Linked DNA regions of Mus musculus: region 1 is linked to region 2. A link is a contact called in public promoter capture Hi-C data. All regions are on one chromosome and are shown on one strand. Each heading gives the region's core, a stretch centred on a gene start, on an enhancer-like site or on the middle of the called end of the contact. The rest is flanking DNA. Distances are from core to core; before and after follow the strand shown. Region 1 overlaps Akap6 (A kinase (PRKA) anchor protein 6). Region 2 holds the start of Eapp (E2F-associated phosphoprotein).

Region 1 (4,534 bases), core at 166-2,665, 1.8 Mb before region 2:
CTGTAAGAAGCTAAGTGTAAGCTTCTTCTAGACTAGGGTCATAAACCAATGATCCAAGGGACCAGGTGGATTGTGGAAATGAGTCGTATAGGATGCATAAATGAGGGACAGTGGGCTGATTCAACTGGAGCCTACACAACATGTCTAAAGGACAACACCTCTCAGCTGCAGATGCCATTTGTGTGGGAATGTGACTTTGTACGGCAAGAGATTTTTTTTTTTTAAGTAGGAAACCTACATTTTATGTGACATCTCTCAGTTTTAAAATTTTAATCTGAGCCGTTTTTAAATAGATCCAATAAACACATTCATGGCAAAGATTTGGCTTCAAGTCACCAAGCTGCCATCTTTGATGGGAAACTACTTAAGGTTTTTAAGCATATAAGATTGGTAGCTTCTATACATTAATCTGACCCTCGTTTGGGGACATGCCTCTAAGCCATGGCGATTTTCAGCTGTGGCTGCTCGTTACAACTGCTGGAGGTTATCCCAAACACCCCAACCTCAAACCTTACCCCAGAGCGATTAAATCAGGCCCTATTGCTTTACAAACTCTTCCAGGAGGTCTGGCAGGATGGCTCTGTGCATGAAGGCGCTGGCGTGCAAGCCCGGAGCTCTGAGTTTGATCCCTGGGACCCACTAAAGGAGAATGGAGAGGATCAGTCCCACAAACTGTCCCCTTACTGCTCTGCACGTGGTATGGCACATACATATGCACACACTAATAACAATTGTTAAAGTTCTTCAAGCAGTCGCAATGTTCAATTAAATTGCACAGTAATCCTTTAGGGCCAATTTTAAAGGGTTTTGCAGTAGGCTGTTTATGTTACTACATAACTGTGGATCCATAAAGATGATTTGTTACGTTTTTGGGTCTGTCTTAAAATAAGAAAATGACTGGGCGTGGTGGAACACGCCTTTAATCCCAGCACTCTGGAGGCAGAGGCAGGCAGATTTCTGAGTTCAAGGCCAGCCTGGTCTACAGAGTGAGTTCCAGGACAGCCAGGGCTATACAGAGAAACCCTGTCTCGAAAAAAACAAAACAAAACAAACAAACAAAAAAAGCGGAGAAAAAGCTAATTTTCAGATTTCAAGTTGAAAATTGGGGGCTAGGAGAAGTAAAGATTTAATAAACGGTTCTCAGGGAGCACATCAAGTTAGGTTACGCAGTAAATGTTATCTTAAATGCCAACACTATGGCCGTAATCCAAGTTGAGAATTCTAAATCAACACAATGGTTTTAAAGATAAGCCCACAAAATTCTCTTTAGGGATAAAATAATAAGTCTTCAGAGTAATGTGTTGTGGCAACGCCAGGAGAGAAACGCAGCCTTGCATTAACCCTGCTGATAGATTTGTTGAGCGTGCCAAGGTCATTGTTCAAGGTTGGTTGAGAAGAACCACAGCTTAGAAACAAATCCCTTCTTGTTTTCCCAGGAGGAATGCTGCAGTGCCTTCTGTGGTTTCTACAAAGCTTGCCATGGGCCTTGACAGAATATTAGTGATGATTTACCACCACCGTGAGGCTATGCTAGGCACTGCATCTGGTTCTCTTGGAAAAAAAAAAAAGTTCTGTTCACAAATATAAATGTGAAAATGAAAATCTCAAAAAAATTGTAGGGTGGTGTGTGTGTGTGTGTGTGTGTGTGTGTGTGTGTATGTGTGTGTGGTGTGTGCTGTGGTGTGGTGTGTGTGTCTGTGTGTGTGTGTGTGTGGTGTGGTGTGTGTGGTGTGTGTGTGTGGTGTGGTGTGTGCTGTAGTGTGGTGTGTGTGTGTGTGTGGTGTGTGTGTGGTGTGTGGTGTGGTGTGGTGTGTGTGTCTGTGTGTGTGTGTGTGTGTGCTGTGGTGTGTGTGTGCTGTGGTATGGTGTGTGTGTGTCTGTGTGGTGTGGTGTGTGGTGTGGTGTGTGTGTGATGTGTGTGTGTGCGCTGTGGTGTGGTGTGTGTGTGTGTGGTGTGGTGTGGTGTGTGTGTGTGTGGGTGGCGTGGGATGTGTGGGGGTGGTGGTGGTGTGGGGGGTGGTGTGTGTGTGTATCTGTGTGGTGTGTGGTGTGTGTATGTGTGTGTGTGTGTGTGATGTGGTGTGTGTGTGTGTGTGTGTGTGTGTGGTGTGGTGTGTGTGTGTGGTGTGTGTGTGTGTGTGGTGTGTGTGATGTGGTGTGTGTGTGTGTGTGTGGTGTGTGTGTGTGTGTGTGGTGTGTGTGTGTGTGTGTGTGGTGTGTGTGTGTGGTGTGTGTGGTGTAGACTCTTTCTTGGTATGGAAGGACCATGACTAGGGAAGAAACCCAGGTATCCGTATGACTACAGCAGCAAGATGCCGTTGACATTCAGGTTTACATTTTAAAGACAATTTTAAATTTTGAGAGAAGGAGGGCAAGAAGGAGAGAGAGAGATAAGGATATAGGAGAAGATGAGGAGAGAGAGGGGGGAGGGGGAGAGAGGGGAAGAGGGAGAGAAGGAGGGTTTTTCTGCCTTGTGAGCTCCAGGCTGGCTACCCCATGAACCTCTGAGTGACTATCCAGTCCCCTCCTACCAGCTCATAGGAGCACTGGGGTTGGTGGCCTGGTAGCAGCATCTCCAGCTTTTGACGTGGTCCTGGGATCCAAGCCAGGTCATCAGGCTTGTGTGGCAGCTTTTATCCATTGAGTTATCCTGCTGACCCACGTTTAAAAATACAATTAAAGCAACGCTTAGGACCCCAGTGAATTATTCTCTTCTCCTTTAAACATGAAACAACAACTTTTCATTACTGTGTGGTATTTTGGAAGGAGACAATCACAAATCTGAAAAAAAAAAAAGATATCCTCTGTTGCTTACTTGTAGAATTTCAGGAAAGATACTAAATAGCCATTCCTTTCATACTTTATCACATTTGATTGATAAAATATGTAGATAATACCACCGTTATTAGTGAAGAAAGATAGAAAAGCTACTACTCTGACCAATGATTCACAGTGGGCAATTGAGTTTTATTCACAACTCCACTTATTAATTACGAACACTTAAGTCTCTTCAAGTTTACAATCAAAGTTCTATGATTTTAGTTTGATTTTATTTCTTGAGATATAATCTAACTTTGTAGCCCAGGCTGGTCTGGAACATACTCTGTAGTGCAGACTCGGGCTTGCGGTGAGCCTCCTGGCTTGACCGCTTGAGTGGCGAGGTTAGCGGTGAGAGCCACTGTGCTTGGGTGCACTTTGTAGTTTTGAGATGTGATATATTTTACCACACCATTGCACTGACTGCTTTATGAAATCCCAGAGAACGAGGACTACATGAATGCTAATCTTAATGTTATTATGATTTCTCCAACGAATCTGGAGAGTTGGCATCAATTATATTGAACAAAGCTGCAATAAGAACCTTTGCTTCTGTGCAAAGCATTCTTTGGTGTGTTTTCCTCCAGCATGGGGCTCTGGATGAGCTTCTCTTAGAGAATCTTAACGGCCCGTGAAAGTGAGGCTGGATGTCAACAAGCTTGGATGTGGGAAACTATTCCTGATGCAGTCTCAGCACTGTAAGATGGAAGAAGCAGATGTCTTGGGAGAGCGGGGCCTTGCTAGAGTTTATAAGATGCCTAGAGAGTGACCAAAGGTGACAGACAGGAAGAATTAGGCATGGGCTAGTATGAATTTGTGTCAAATGAGGTCAGGTAAATGTCACATACTGGAAACATTCATCTTGGCAGACTTGCCTCTGGGATGTCTCTCAGTACTGTCGCTTGTCCTCTGTTCAGACAAGGTAGGAAAAAACCATTCTCAAAGCCTAGGTTCTATGTCATGGTCATGAGTGACATCAGCCTGTGTGCGAGCCAGAGGGTCTTACTTGCTGGTCTGACTTGCTTTGTGAATAAAAGTGTTATCACGAAAGGATGCTGCCAGTAAGTCGGGACCGCGTGCTCTCCGTCCTTCAAGCTGGAGAATGAAGGTGTTGGCTACTTCCCAAGAAGCGAGCGGCTCTGTCTGCTTTCCACTGACCCTCATGCTTTAACTCGGGTAAAGGAAGTAATTGTGCTTTCTTGAATGTTTTAAGAAAATCATATTGGCAAAGTGTCACTTATAGGTGATAATCTGTCATTTCCCCCTCCCACGTGTGTGTATTTGGAAGACAGAAGATGGAGCAGAGACAGAAACAAAGGTGTACGTTACAGTTAGCAAGTTAGTACTTTATCGTTTCCTCCTTTCTGCCCTCCAAACTGAATATGGCAGAGTTGATGAAACTCTATGCTTATGATTTCCTTAATTTCTGTAGTATAGAGATTTGTATTCATATTTACAAAAATAATACTTAATTTAAAATTTATATTTACAAAGTAAAGCTATTTTTTCTGGTCCTATCGTCACTCCATCTCAAGGTTTTTATTGTGTGGTGGATGCCATTGTGTTTAAGAGACAAAGGGGGTGCTAAAGCAGGTGTAGGATCCATAAAAAGTCATATTGTGCCCTGATCTTTTGCTAACACATTCTACTGGGATATAAGAGGATCAAGAACTCCTAGAATAGTCTTGCTTAAGACATAAAAAAAAAAAAAAAGAAC
Region 2 (4,669 bases), core at 262-2,761:
CCCTAAGAAAATTACAGTACATTCCAAATTCTAACTAACTTCTGTCATCGTAGACTGACTTCTGTGATTAGTTTCCTATCAACAGAATTATAATAAATGTACATCAATAATAGGAAGAAATAAAACAACAAAAATGAATTAAGTCAGGGCCAGCAAGATAACTCAGCAGCAGACAAAGGGCTTGTCACCAAGCCTCATGACCTGAGTTCAATTTCTGGGACCCACATGGAAGGAGACAAGTTGTAGATTAAGACGCGGAGAAAAAAGCCAGGCGTGAGCTGGGCGTGGTGGCGCAAGCCTTTAATCCCAGCACTCGGGAGGCAGAGGCAGGTGGATTTCTGAGTTCGAGGCCAGCCTGGTCTACAAAGTGAGTTCCAGGACAGCCAGGGCTATAGAGAAACCCTGTCTCAAAAAAAACAAAACAAAAAAAAAAAAAAAAAAAAAAAAACTGCGGGAAAAAGAACAACAAAGCAAAAGCCAGCTGCAAGAAATGCCTTGGACATTTTTTTCTTGTTTTAAGACAAAATCTTACGTAGCCCAGAACCAGCTTTGAACTCTTCACCCTCTGGCCTCCTAAATGATGGGATTATAGGCATACACTACCATGTCTGACTTAATTCATTTAACTTTTAAATTACAGTTTTAAAAATGTTGTGTATAGCCGGGCATGGTGGCGCATGCCTTTGGTCCCAGCACTTGGGGGGCAGAGGCAGGCGGATTTCTGAGTTCGAGGCCAGCCTGCTCTACAGAGTGAGTTCCAGGACAGCCAGGCTATACAGAGAAACCCTGTCTCGAAAAACAAAAGAAAGAAAGAAAGGAAGAAAGGAAGGAAGAAAGAAAGAAAAATGTTGTGTATATGGGCATATGGGTGCTATGGCATGCGTGTGGAGATCATAACTTAAAAAAAAAAAAAAAGCCCATTCCTTTTTTTTTTTTTTTCCATTCTCTATTCCCTAGTTTCTACTTGACAGTCTTCAAGATAAGTACTTCGTGCTAAGGGCCAGGCCCTCACTAGCTTAGGACACTGTCCCATACTTGTATTTCCATTTACAGATGCGAGGCCGAGAACTGACTTGCCTTCGGTCACAGTGCTAGTAAACGGTAAACAGGGTTCCATCTAAGGCTTCACGCCTGGGGGCCCACGTAATTCCGGAACATCCCTCTTCCCGCACTGCTGTCCATCCTGGTTCCCTAGAGACTGAGCAGCGCCATCAAGCGCCCCGAGGCTCCCGCAAGTGAAGCGGACGACACTGCGCCCAGGGACGGCCGGCGCGAACAACACAACGGCCTCAGCCAAGGCAGGGCGGAGACGCGGGGCAGCGGCCCACCTGCTCAGAGCCGGCTCCTCGTCGCTCGGCTCTTCCACCGCGTACGGGTCATAGTCATCCTGGAGTCGGTTCATGGCGACCTGAGGACGCCTACACCGCCCCGGCGTCTGTGTACTCCGCCAGCGCCTTCCCCAAAGCTTCCCGGAGACTCCACTTCCGCCCGTACTGCGAGTCCTTCCTGTGCGCCTGCGCAAGCCGTCCAGTGACAAGGATGCAAGAGACGGGGCGTGCGGAGGGTCAATGTTAACACGTCTCTACGTTTTCTTTTCCGCTGAAAATAGCAGTTGTCTTTGTGCATTTTTCTTCTCGCCGCCGCCGCCGCCGCCACCTCCTCCTCCTCCTCCTCTTAACTTAAGCTTTATTTAGGTTTTGAAAAGGTCTCACTAACCCAGTCTAACCTGTAACCAGTTATGTAGCCCAGGCTGGCTTCGCTCTGCTTACCGTGACCTGCGGAGAGCTGAGATTACAGTTGTATATCACTATCCAGTCAGATTTATTTCTTCAAAGTTGTTATCTTAGCCCTTCTCTCATGGTTTTTATTAGGTTTATTGGCTGTGTGCAAGTAAATAATGTATAATAGACCTACTCAGAAAAACACCACGGAAAAACGATTTTTCTTTTACTAGTTAAACTTAACAAGGGTGGATCTCTTAGAATCCTGTCCTCCGCTAGCAGAAACTGAATTGAGCTAAAAAAAACTTTTTCTTTGCCCAGAGCCTGGGCAGAAGCTTAGGTTTTGAATTCCAGATTCGATTGCCCACTACCAACAAACCCCGCCCCCGCCTCACAGCCTTAGTGGGCGGAGTCGCGTTGAGGGGCCTACAGACGAGTTCCCGCGGCGTCACCACAAAGGCGTGGAATATGTAGATGAGAATTTCACGCAAAGGCTACCGGTTCTCCCTAAATAGACATTTTTTTCCGTTATTGATAATATTTACATAATATAAGCGTATATTTATGGATCAAGGTTAGAAAAGAGAATATAATGTAGAGAAGACGCATTGAGGAAGAGACCGTAGTTATAAAGTAAGTATACAATGATGGAGAGCCTGCACACGGCACTCGCAACTCATACTTACCTGGCAGGGGAGATACCATGATCACGAAGGTGGTTTTCCCAGGGCGAGGCTCATCCATTGCACTCCGGATGTGCTGACCCCTGCGATTTCCCCAAATGCGGGAAACTCGACTGCATAATTTGTGGTAGTGGGGGACTGCGTTCGCGCTCTCCCCTGGCATTTTTGTTGAAAAAATAGAAAACATTTACTTTAGCATTGCGAAAGACTTGCTTTCTACCTGGTGTTTTAGTTTTTTTTTTTTTTTTTTTTTTAAAGATTTATTTATTTATTATATATAAGTACACTGTAGCTGTCTTCAGACACTCCAGAAGAGGGCATCAGATCTCATTACGGGTGGTTGTGAGCCTGGTTGCTGGGATTTGAACTTCGGACCTTCGGAAGAGCAGTCGGGTGCTCTTACCCACTGAGCCATCTCACCAGCCCTAGGTTTATTTTTGAATGATGTGTAAGGTAATTGTCAGTTGAAATAAGTTTTACTATCTCAGTTAGCACCAACAACTTGTTTTCTTTTTTTTCTGGTGTTTTCAAGACAGGGTTTCTCTGTCCTCGAACTCACTTTGTAAAAAGGTCAGATACTAACTGTTTAGGTGAAGCAAACCCAAAAGGTGTTGTATTTGCTAAGCTTTATGTAAACATGACACTAACTTCATGAAAACTTTGAGAAGATTCATATTGGGAAGTTGGACATCTTAATCTGTACAGGATGGAAAGGCTCATTGTGGGCGGTACTACCCCTGGGCCGGCACTCCTGCCTGCTAAGGTATGAGGGACTAGTAAAGTAAGCAACATGCCTCCACAACCTTTTCTTCAGTATTTGCTACATCCTGTTTCTGCCTTGAAATAAACCCTTTCTGTTCTGAAATAAACCCTTCCTCCCCAAGTTAGTTGATTTTGATCCTGGACCAGAAACCATAAGACAGGCATCATTTGTTGCGACCCAATTAATTTCATTAGGTTTGTCTGTATGAAATTTAATGTAATCTGGGAGGTGAGGGGTCTCCCCTCTAATATGTACTGTTATTTTGCTACATTATCATGTTGCCACGATGCCTTCTAAATATTTATATTTATACTCAAGGATTTGTGTTGCTTTCAATTGTCCGGTTGAAAAACTGCCAAGCGTTTTTCTGCAGCACATTAGTGTAGAGGTTTCTGAGGAGATCCACAACTGGTCAAAATGCAAAGAATAAGGAACAGGGCTCAACTGCAGGTGAATGGTCTATATCTGCTCCCACCCGAGATTCTGGGAACTCGGGAGAGGCCAGTCTTCTGTGAGAACTGTCTAGACAGGACCCAGCTGCTGCATGCATCACCTCACTGAAGCTGTGGTTACCAGCACAACGAGGTTGCAGGGATAGCTCAGTGGCTAAGAACACTTGCAGAAGACCAGATTTTCCTTCCCAGCACTGAGTGGGGCAGCTCATCTGCCTGTAACTCCAGTTCCAGAGGCAGAGCAAGGATATTGCCCAAGACCTTGGTAAATAGAGAGAAATCAAGGAAGATGCGCTATCTCAACCTGTAACTTTTTCCCACATTCAAACACACACACATGCGCTCATACATGTAAACATACATGCACACCGCACATATCTACATGCTTTTTGCTTTTTCGGGTTTATTTTTGGGGTGGGGGTTGTTTTGGGTTTTGTCCTCCTGGAACTTACTATGTAGATCAGCTAGCTTTGAACTCACAGAGATCTGCTTGCTTCTGTCTCGGGCCCAGTCCAAAATAAATTTTAAATTGGTGTGTGTGCGCGCTTGCAAGTGTGCCTGCCTGCCTGCCTGATCCCCTGGAGCTATAGTTATAGGCACTTGTGTAATGCCTGACATAAGTGCTGGGAACCAAAGTTGGACCCTCTACAAAAGAATCTAGTACTCTTTTTTAAAAATATTTATTTATTTTATGTATGTGAGTACATGGTAGCTGTCTTCAGACGCACCAGAAGAGGTCCCATTACAGATGGGACCCATTGGATCCCATTACAGATGGTTGTGAGCCACCATGTGGTTGCTTGGAGTTGAACTCAGGACCTCTGGCAGAGCAGTTAGTGCTCTTAACCACTGAGACATCTCTCCAGCCCCAGAACCAAGTACTCTTAAGCAGCGAGTGAGCTATTTCTCCGGAATCCAAAACAAATTTTAAAAATTAGAACTTGCTTTGTGGTGATGGTGCACACCTTTAATCCCAGAACTTGGGAGGCAGAGACAGGCCAATCTCTGAGTTTGAGGCCACCCTGGTCTACCAATTGAGTTCCAAGAGAG

What was found. Promoter capture Hi-C pulls out the DNA fragments that hold promoters and counts their contacts.
Region 1: a promoter capture Hi-C map of cranial neural crest shows a contact between it and region 2. The contact joins the enhancer-like site here to the promoter of Eapp in region 2. A contact is called at or near these places in 8 of 39 promoter capture datasets (the 3T3-L1 cell line, 3T3-L1-derived adipocytes, cranial neural crest and 4 more) and 4 of 115 datasets of contacts at active chromatin or transcription factors (astrocytes, differentiating embryonic stem cells, stem cell-derived neural progenitor cells and 1 more).

The regions. Positions count from the first base shown.
Region 1 is chr12:52,894,411-52,898,944 of GRCm38.p6, forward strand. All of the region lies in intron 4 of Akap6 (A kinase (PRKA) anchor protein 6), which reads left to right. Among named protein-coding and RNA genes, the nearest start is that of Gm51971, 98 kb to the left of the region's middle. Within about 2 kb of position 1,416, at least 82 of the 459 cell types and tissues checked have an H3K27ac peak or open chromatin away from gene starts, as enhancers often do.
Region 2 is chr12:54,694,383-54,699,051 of GRCm38.p6, forward strand. Eapp (E2F-associated phosphoprotein) reads right to left here and starts at 1,512. Exons shown (of 6, transcript NM_025456.4): 1 at 1,329-1,512. The coding sequence starts at 1,402. It overlaps Gm22513 (a small nuclear RNA gene), which reads left to right and starts at 2,400; the gene lies at 2,400-2,563.